Linked DNA regions of Hordeum vulgare: region 2 is linked to region 1. A link is a contact called in public HiChIP or PLAC-seq data. All regions are on one chromosome and are shown on one strand. The core of a region is the stretch at or near the end of the contact, and the rest is flanking DNA. Distances in the headings are between cores, read along the strand shown.

Evidence for each region. HiChIP or PLAC-seq counts read pairs in DNA pulled down with a chosen protein or histone mark.
Region 2: an H3K4me3 HiChIP or PLAC-seq map of embryo shows a contact between it and region 1, with 6 times the contacts expected there. The contact joins the promoter of LOC123440348 here to the promoter of LOC123444594 in region 1. A contact is called at or near these places in 1 of 6 Hi-C or Micro-C datasets (seedling) and 1 of 1 datasets of contacts at active chromatin or transcription factors (embryo).

Annotation. Positions count from the first base shown.
Region 1 is chr3H:513,075,414-513,079,194 of MorexV3_pseudomolecules_assembly, reverse strand. It overlaps LOC123444594 (pentatricopeptide repeat-containing protein At3g13160, mitochondrial-like), which reads right to left and starts at 2,175. Exons shown (of 1, transcript XM_045121373.1): 1 at 378-2,175. The coding sequence starts at 2,151. The coding sequence ends at 715. LOC123440344 reads left to right here and starts at 2,371. Exons shown (of 1, transcript XM_045116916.1): 1 at 2,371-3,234. The coding sequence starts at 2,371. The coding sequence ends at 3,084.
Region 2 is chr3H:513,387,335-513,391,115 of MorexV3_pseudomolecules_assembly, reverse strand. It overlaps LOC123440348 (blue copper protein-like), which reads left to right and starts at 1,954. Exons shown (of 2, transcript XM_045116919.1): 1 at 1,954-2,166; 2 at 2,258-2,998. The coding sequence starts at 1,983. The coding sequence ends at 2,796.

The sequences.
Region 1 (3,781 bases), core at 926-3,425:
AACATCGGTCAAAAAAAGGAAAAGACTCCTTCCGATTCATAATAGTTGTGCTCGAATGGATGTATCTAGCACTGAAATACGTCTAGATACATCCATTTCAGCGACAACTAATATGGATCCGAGGGGAGTACATGACGATGCAACGAATCCATTCTGGAATGGAGCTACAACTATTCACCTCTAGTTTGGCAAACTAGTAACCTGACAAACTACTATCGAAGCTGATCATTGATCAAAGGCCTTTTAACTTCATGTATGTCATAACATTTGCATTGTCCATGCTTCAAAGAGAAATAATAAAATAAACAATAAGAATCGAAAAAAGTGGGAGGTATGTGTTTATCTTCATCGCAGAGCTAACAGTTGAATCATCAATGTCCAGAAAGTACAAGTACCCATAAAGTAAACAACTTTTGGAGGATGTTTCCAAACACAAATATTAGATCCATACAGATAAATTGATGCAACGAGGAAAATCAGCACAAGCAAGTCATTGCAGATAAGAATAAAGACTTCTGTGGATCTCTTCTAAAACGAATAGAAAGATTTTCAATAAGTATCACAGCACAGGGCAAGCTTAACTAATACCTTATTAAACTAGTTTAACCACTACTTTAACTTGCACTTTTTGTTCTATCATGCTAACAGAGGAACTGAGTAAAACAGGCCATGGTGAAATTTGGCATGCATCAGTAAAAGCCTGACCTACGAATTTTATTTTTCAGTCTCATGCTCCACTTCACACTCCTCTTCTTCTGATATTGCTTCTTCCTCATCAGTTTCAGCTCTTAATTCACTGTCTTTTGTCCTATCAGGCATCCTCAAACCCTTTCGGGGGTAGTACTTCTTCCGCCCGAGCACAACAATCTTGGCAGCCTCCTCCACCCTTGATACATCTACCAAAGCATTCACTACATCCTGCAGCACACCACACTCCACTCTAAGGTTCCTTTTATCACTAAAGATTTTATAACAGTACGTCAATGCACAATCCAGCTCTCCAGCCTGCAGAAGCTGTGGCAGGAGAGTCTCATATGTTCCCTTATTTGGGGTGCACTCATTTTTTACCAAATCATCATACAGCTTCTTGGCCTCCTGTAACCTCCCGGCTTTGCAATATCCTCGAATCAACTCATTGTAGGATACTGTATCAGGTTTTGGTCCGTCCTTCTCCAACCTCTCAAGCACAGCAGCTGCATCATCAATCCTCCCTTCTGCAACCAAACCCCGCAGCTTGGCATTGTAGCACTTGGCGTCTGGCTCTAAATTCCTCTCCTTGATCATCTCCCATACTGTCTCTGCTTCATGCACGCGGCCATTGTTGCAAAACCCATTCAATAGCGTGTTGAAGGTAATAATGTCAGGTGGAATACCGTGCTTCTCCATGAGATGGACAGCGTCGAGAGCAGCTGAGATGTCGGGCTTCTGGCACAATGCGTGGATGAGTACGTTGTAAGAGTATACGGTGGGAACAATCGAGGGGTGGGTGGCTGGGATCTCCTGGAATGCAGCAGTGAGCCCGTCAAAATCTCCGGCATCGGCGTACGCGGAAAGAACGGAGTTGAAGGTCATGGTGGATTTATGCTGCGCTGGAAGCTTATGGAAGGTTGCGGCCGCGTGGGATGGCATGGAGGCACGGCCGTAGAGGCGGATGAGGCGCGCGGCGAATCCCTCGGCTGAGGTCTCGAGGAAGGGCATCTGCGCTTCGATGATGGCCTCGATGCCGTCTTGGCGGCCGAGGGAATTGAGCCGGCTCACCGCCACCTCGAACACGCGGTGCCGGTCGCGGAAGCGCGACGACACGGTTGACGCTTGGACGAAGTCAGAGACCAGCTTATCAGGGTCGCGCTGCCGGATGAGGGCCTTGAGGATGATGCCAAGGGGCTTCGGGAGCTTGTGCTTGGCGTTGGACTCAGCTTTGGCGGCGGGCTGTGCGCCGACGGGCTTCGGGGGCTTCTCGTCCGCGATGGAGCCGGCATCGGCGGCGGGCGGTTTCGGCGTCGGCGTCGGCGTCGGCGCGCGTTTGGTCTTGGGACTGCGCTTGGGTGGGCTTATGACTGGCGAGGAGGAGGAGAAGATACGGGAGAGGCTGTTCGCCCGGGTGGAGGCGGCGGTAGCGGCGGCGGCGGCAGCGGCGGCGGGGGTGGTCATGTGAAGGCGGCGTACGGTGGGGGTTTGGGGCGAGAGGAGTGGGGAATAGGCAAAGGAGGGTTTTGCCGGCTCATCGATACACCTGCTTTCTTAACTAGGCCGTAAAAATGTTAGCCCAGCCCAGCCCAGCCCAACACGACGAAGAAAGCCTCGGACGCACATACCGGTCCATTACCCGGAGCCCGGAGGTGGCGCTGGCTCCACCGACCCGCGCCGGCAATGGACAGGCACGTCCGGCGGCTGCTGAACCGCGTGGCGATCGCCCTGGCGGCCGTGGCCACCGCCGCCCTGCTGCACCTGTTCCGCTCCCCGTCCGCCTCCTGCTTCGGCGGCTCGCTCGCCCATTCCTCCCTCTCGCTGTCGACGGCGCCCTTGCCCCGCACCTCCTGCGACGCCGCGTCCCGCCGCGTGGTGGACCCCGACACCCGCCTGGCCAAGCTCCGGTCCTCCCCGCGCTGGAAGCGGCACAACGCGGCCCTCTCCGCGTCCGTCATCGATCCGCTCCGCCGGCTGCGCCTCCTCGGTAGGTCCTCCCGAGTTCTCTGCCTCGCCGCCGGAGCGGGGCAAGCGGTCGACGCGCTCCGCGTGGCCGGCGTGGGGGACGTCACCGGCGTTGATCTCGTTGACTTCCCTCCCCTCGTCCGCCGTGCGGACCCGCACAACCTCCCGTTCTTCGACGACGCCTTCGACCTCGTCCTCTCCAGCGACCCGGCGGCCTTCACCGGCGCGCTCTTCCCGTCCAGGTTCGCGTCTGAGATCGAGCGCACCGTCCGCCGTGGCGGCGCGATCGCGGTTGCTGTCGACCGGCGCGTCGACCTGAACGTCGTCGCCTCCATCTTCAGAAAGTCACGCCTCGTCGATGTGAGGAATGCTACCTTTGATGTCTCCGCGACCAGCATAGTAATCCTCAGCGCCAACTCGGAGCGCCATTGATTCCATTTGTTTCTTTTGGACAATATTTAGGTTCGATATCAAAGAGAAGATTACTTTGGCTAATAAGAAGAAAATTGGTTATTTGCCATTTTCAATACATGATTTCGCAAAATTGCCACTTTCAACGTTGGCTTTGCAAAATTGTCACTCTGATCGTTGGCTCCTTGATTACCATACCACTTCCCTCCTTTTAGTGATTTTTTTTTATTTTTTTACATTTATAAACACAGGAAAATACCAAACTATCCCTGATTATATGTTCACGTATGAGATCTCCGAATTGATACAACGCGCATCTGCTACCCAGAATACGTGTATGCTGGCGCCACCAATCGCCTATATGCAGCGGCCGCCGATCTCTTCAACATCGTGCGCCGCCGATCTCGTCAACGTCGTGACGCTGATCTCGTCGACGCTCTCGTCAATGTTGTCTGCCGTTGATCTCGTCGACGCTCTCGTCAACGTCGTCTGCCGCTGATCTCGTCGATGCTCTCGTCAACGTCGTCTGCCATCGATCTCGTCGACGCCTTATTCATGGATTCTGAACGGTATAATGCTGCTATTCTTTCACTTTCTACAGTTTTCAGAGATGAAAAGGACTGTCAATGTGTCCCAGGATCGGTTTAAGTTTCTGCAGTTTTCAGAGATGAAAAGGACGGTATAAATACAAACAATTTACATCTGCATACAAACAGTT
Region 2 (3,781 bases), core at 705-3,204, 310 kb before region 1:
AAGACTGAAAAAAAACTTTGCCTCCCGAGCAAAAATTATGCCGGGACAACCCCAACCGACATAAAAAAGGGAAAGTCTTTCGTCCCACCGTCTGATCCGGTGGATCTATCATCCCTTTCCTCGTCCGTCGATCTGGCATCCATCTGACGGACCAGATCCCGCACCCATCGGAGAAATGACCTCACCGTTTTTCTGAAACTAGAGCGTAGTTTCAGGAAACGGTCCGAAGCTGCACGATCTATTCAGAGGAGGCGGGCGACTAGTGGATCTGGGGAGGCTCTCGAGAGGCGACGGCGCGGCCCGGGCTCGCCGTGACGACGACTACTCCTTCGATGGCGGCGGCGGCCAGTACCACCCCAAGCAGGTACGCCCGTCCCCTTTTCCCCTCGCGCGTGCTCCATGAGCTTGAGCAGGAATGGAATCAGGCGCCGCACTTCAGCCCCCTGGCGAGCTGCAGGAGCTCGTGCTGGTGCTGGTCAGGCGCCGCACCTCGGCCCCCTGGCGAGCTGCAGGAGCTCGTGCTGGTGCTGGTCAGGCGCCGCACCTCGGGTCCCTGGCAAGCTGCAGGAGCTCGTGCTGGTGCTGGTCAGGCGCCGCACCTCGGGACCCTGGCGAGCTGCAGGAGCTCGTGCTGGTGTTGGTGTTGTAGCCTGTAGCAGTCGAGCTAGTCGACCACGTGGTCGTCGGCATAGAGCAGCTCCTTGACTTTTGTTTGCAAAAATTCCTGAAACATGACCTTTGTTGCAAAAAATTCTTCCGTAAAAGTACCTATGTTGCACAAAGGCGAAGAAAAAATAATTCTGCAACAAGCAAATTGTTTCTGAAACTCGACCGTTGTTTCAGGAATTAACGGGTTCATAGTTTATTCTTGCAACAAAGCGAAAATTTCTGCACCTCATCCATCGTTTCAGGAATTATGGGGTGCCTGGCCGGAGCGGATCGAACGGCTACGCGTAGATCGGACGGCTCCCCAAATGGCGGATGTTTATTAAACATCCACCGGTGGATGCGTAGCAGGCCCACGCCTCATGTGGGGCTGGAGATGCTTTTGGCATCTGGGCGCTCAGCTCCATCGTGATCGCTTGCTCCGGTGCAGTTCAATCGTGTATGGGCGCAGGACACGAGAGGGCAGTACATGGGCTTCAAGCTCCCCTGCTAAAGGAAGAAGAAGAAACCCTCACGCCGTTGAATTCCCTACGCTGTAAAATCAGGCGTAATTTTTTTTCTGAATTCTGAAGTTCAGAACCCAGTAACAAGCCTGAAGAAACTCTGACATGACCAGGCGACCCTTGCCGCGCATCCACCGCACCAGTCCTCCGCCTTGGGCGCACGCTCTGGGATGTATCGGTTGGCGCCATCTCCGTGGTGCTCGATCCATCGGCAAGCCGCTGCGGCTGCGGCCCGATCGCACATGCTCTGGACCGCGCCGTGCTCTCGAGTGTTCCATCCACTCCCCACGCTCTTGGCCGGATCCTGCGCCAGCGTAGATTCCAGCGTGAACTCTAGGTTGCCCGTTCACGAGGGGAATGTCCTGCGTGACCACCATACACGCAGCGGTGAAAAGGCGACGTGCGGCCGGCGCACGCGCGACCCGCGGCTCGGTTGAACATTCTTTTCCTGTTACTTTACACCGCCAGGAACATGCCGCTGCCGCGCGCCGGTGCCAGTGGGCAGGCCACTGCGGCCGGAAACGCTTGTCAGCCAGCGGCCGAACGCGTTGCGGCAGCCTCTACGTGCTCAAGAGCTGCATGATCGGCCGGACCGGATGCAGGAAACGGACGTATGCACAGGGCGCCGATGCATGCTCCAAAACGTGGATCTGTTCTACTGGTTGTTCTGGTCTGTGACGCGTACCAAACCCCTTGGCCTTGCCTCTTCTGGTCTGCCGACACACGAAGCTCTAGCTGTCCCTTGCACGCTGGTTGTGGTTGCCCTATATATAGGGCTCGGAGTGCACCTTCGGCTACCTCAGACACCAGAACATGCCTTCTGCTACGAAGATGGCGGCGACGAAGACGGCGGTTTGCATCGCCGCGCTGGTATCGCTGGTGCACGTGGTCGCCGCTGCCGACTACATCGTCGGCGACCCAACCGGCGGCTGGCAGGGAAAGACGGACTACAAGTCCTGGGCTTCGGCCCGCACCTTTGTTCCCGGAGACACCCTGAGTGAGTATCATCAACACGCACGACGTAAACTGGTTGTGATTGTGCATTGCAGTTCCTGCTAGTAACGTTCTTCTGCGGCAAAACTATGCAGCGTTCAAGTACAGCTCGAACCACAACGTCCTTGAAGTGACCGGCGACGACTACGAGGCGTGCTCCACGGCCAACCCTGTGATCATCGACAACAGCGGCACCACCACCATCGCGCTCACGGCGCCGGGGAAGCGCTACTTCATCTGCGGCGGGCCGGGCCACTGCCAGAACGGAATGAAGCTGGAGGTGGACGTCGCCGACCGCCCTGCACCCACGGCACCCAGCTCGCCGCCGCAGCTGCCACCGGCACCTACGCCACCGTCACCAGTTCCGGGGACATGGCCACCGGCTCCGGCACCCGCGGCTGAACCGCCAAGACATGCAGGGCACAAGAGGCACAAGAAGAGGCACGCCCCACCTACAGCTGCGCCCACGGTGGAGCCCGCGGAAGCGTACTTCCCGCTCGCGACGCTGGCGCCCATGTCCTCTCCAGCTGCATCTCTGCCGATGTCGTCGGACACTGCTGCCGTGTGGCATGGACAATGGGGCTCTGCAGCACTTGGGCTGGTAGCTCTATGGTTCGCCGTTCTGGCTCTATGAGTTTGCGAGGTTGTAGATCATACCATCAGATGTGTTACATCCATTGTATTGTGTGTTAAGGTTGTGAGGTGAGAATTGTTGAGAGACCTGATAATAATTGCTCGTTATGGTGAGCTATATGCAGTCTCTGGGACGAGATTACTGGCACCGTCAGCTAGTCCTCCTCTGTCCAAAAAATGTATTGTCATGTTTCCTTGTTTTACTAGAGTTCCTCATACTCCCTCCATTTCAGTTTATAAGTCCGGCACGTGTATCTAGATCGCTAATTTGACCAACTTAATAAGAGGCATATATTACAAAAAATATATCATTAGAAACTTTAGATGTTCTATTTTCTAATGATATAATTTTTATGTTAAAATATTATATTTTATATAAGTCAAATTAACGATCTAGGTACACGTGCATGCCTTATAAACTGTGATGAAGGAAGTAACTAGAGTAAGTTTTAAAAAAAAATTGTGCTGCTTTAAAAAATGGAAAATGATCTAAATCAATTGGCTGATCCCGCGTGCTGCATCCGCCACGTGACCAACCATCTGATTCGCTTTGATCGGACCGACCACATGAAGGGCAAACAATATCTTCTTGTTTGACCTGCGCAAGGCACGCCATCGTTGGAGCCTTGTCCGCCGTCTCCGTCGTTCAATGTCGCAACCTTCGATGGTGCCGCCGTCTTCGTACATTTTCTGCAACATTATCTTTGTTGTAAAAATTTACTATAACAAGACCCGTGTTATAAAAAAATTACATACGTTTCTACAACATGATTTCTACTGTCAAAAAATATACAAACATTTCTACAACATGATTTCTACTGTAAAAATATTTTATAACAAACTTTGTTACAAAATAAAATTCTATAGATATTTCAGTAACACGAACTTTGTTGCAGAAAATATTCTATAACAAACTCTGTTGTAAATAAAATTATATAGATGTTTCCGCAGCATGATCTTTATTATAGAAAATATTTTATAACAAA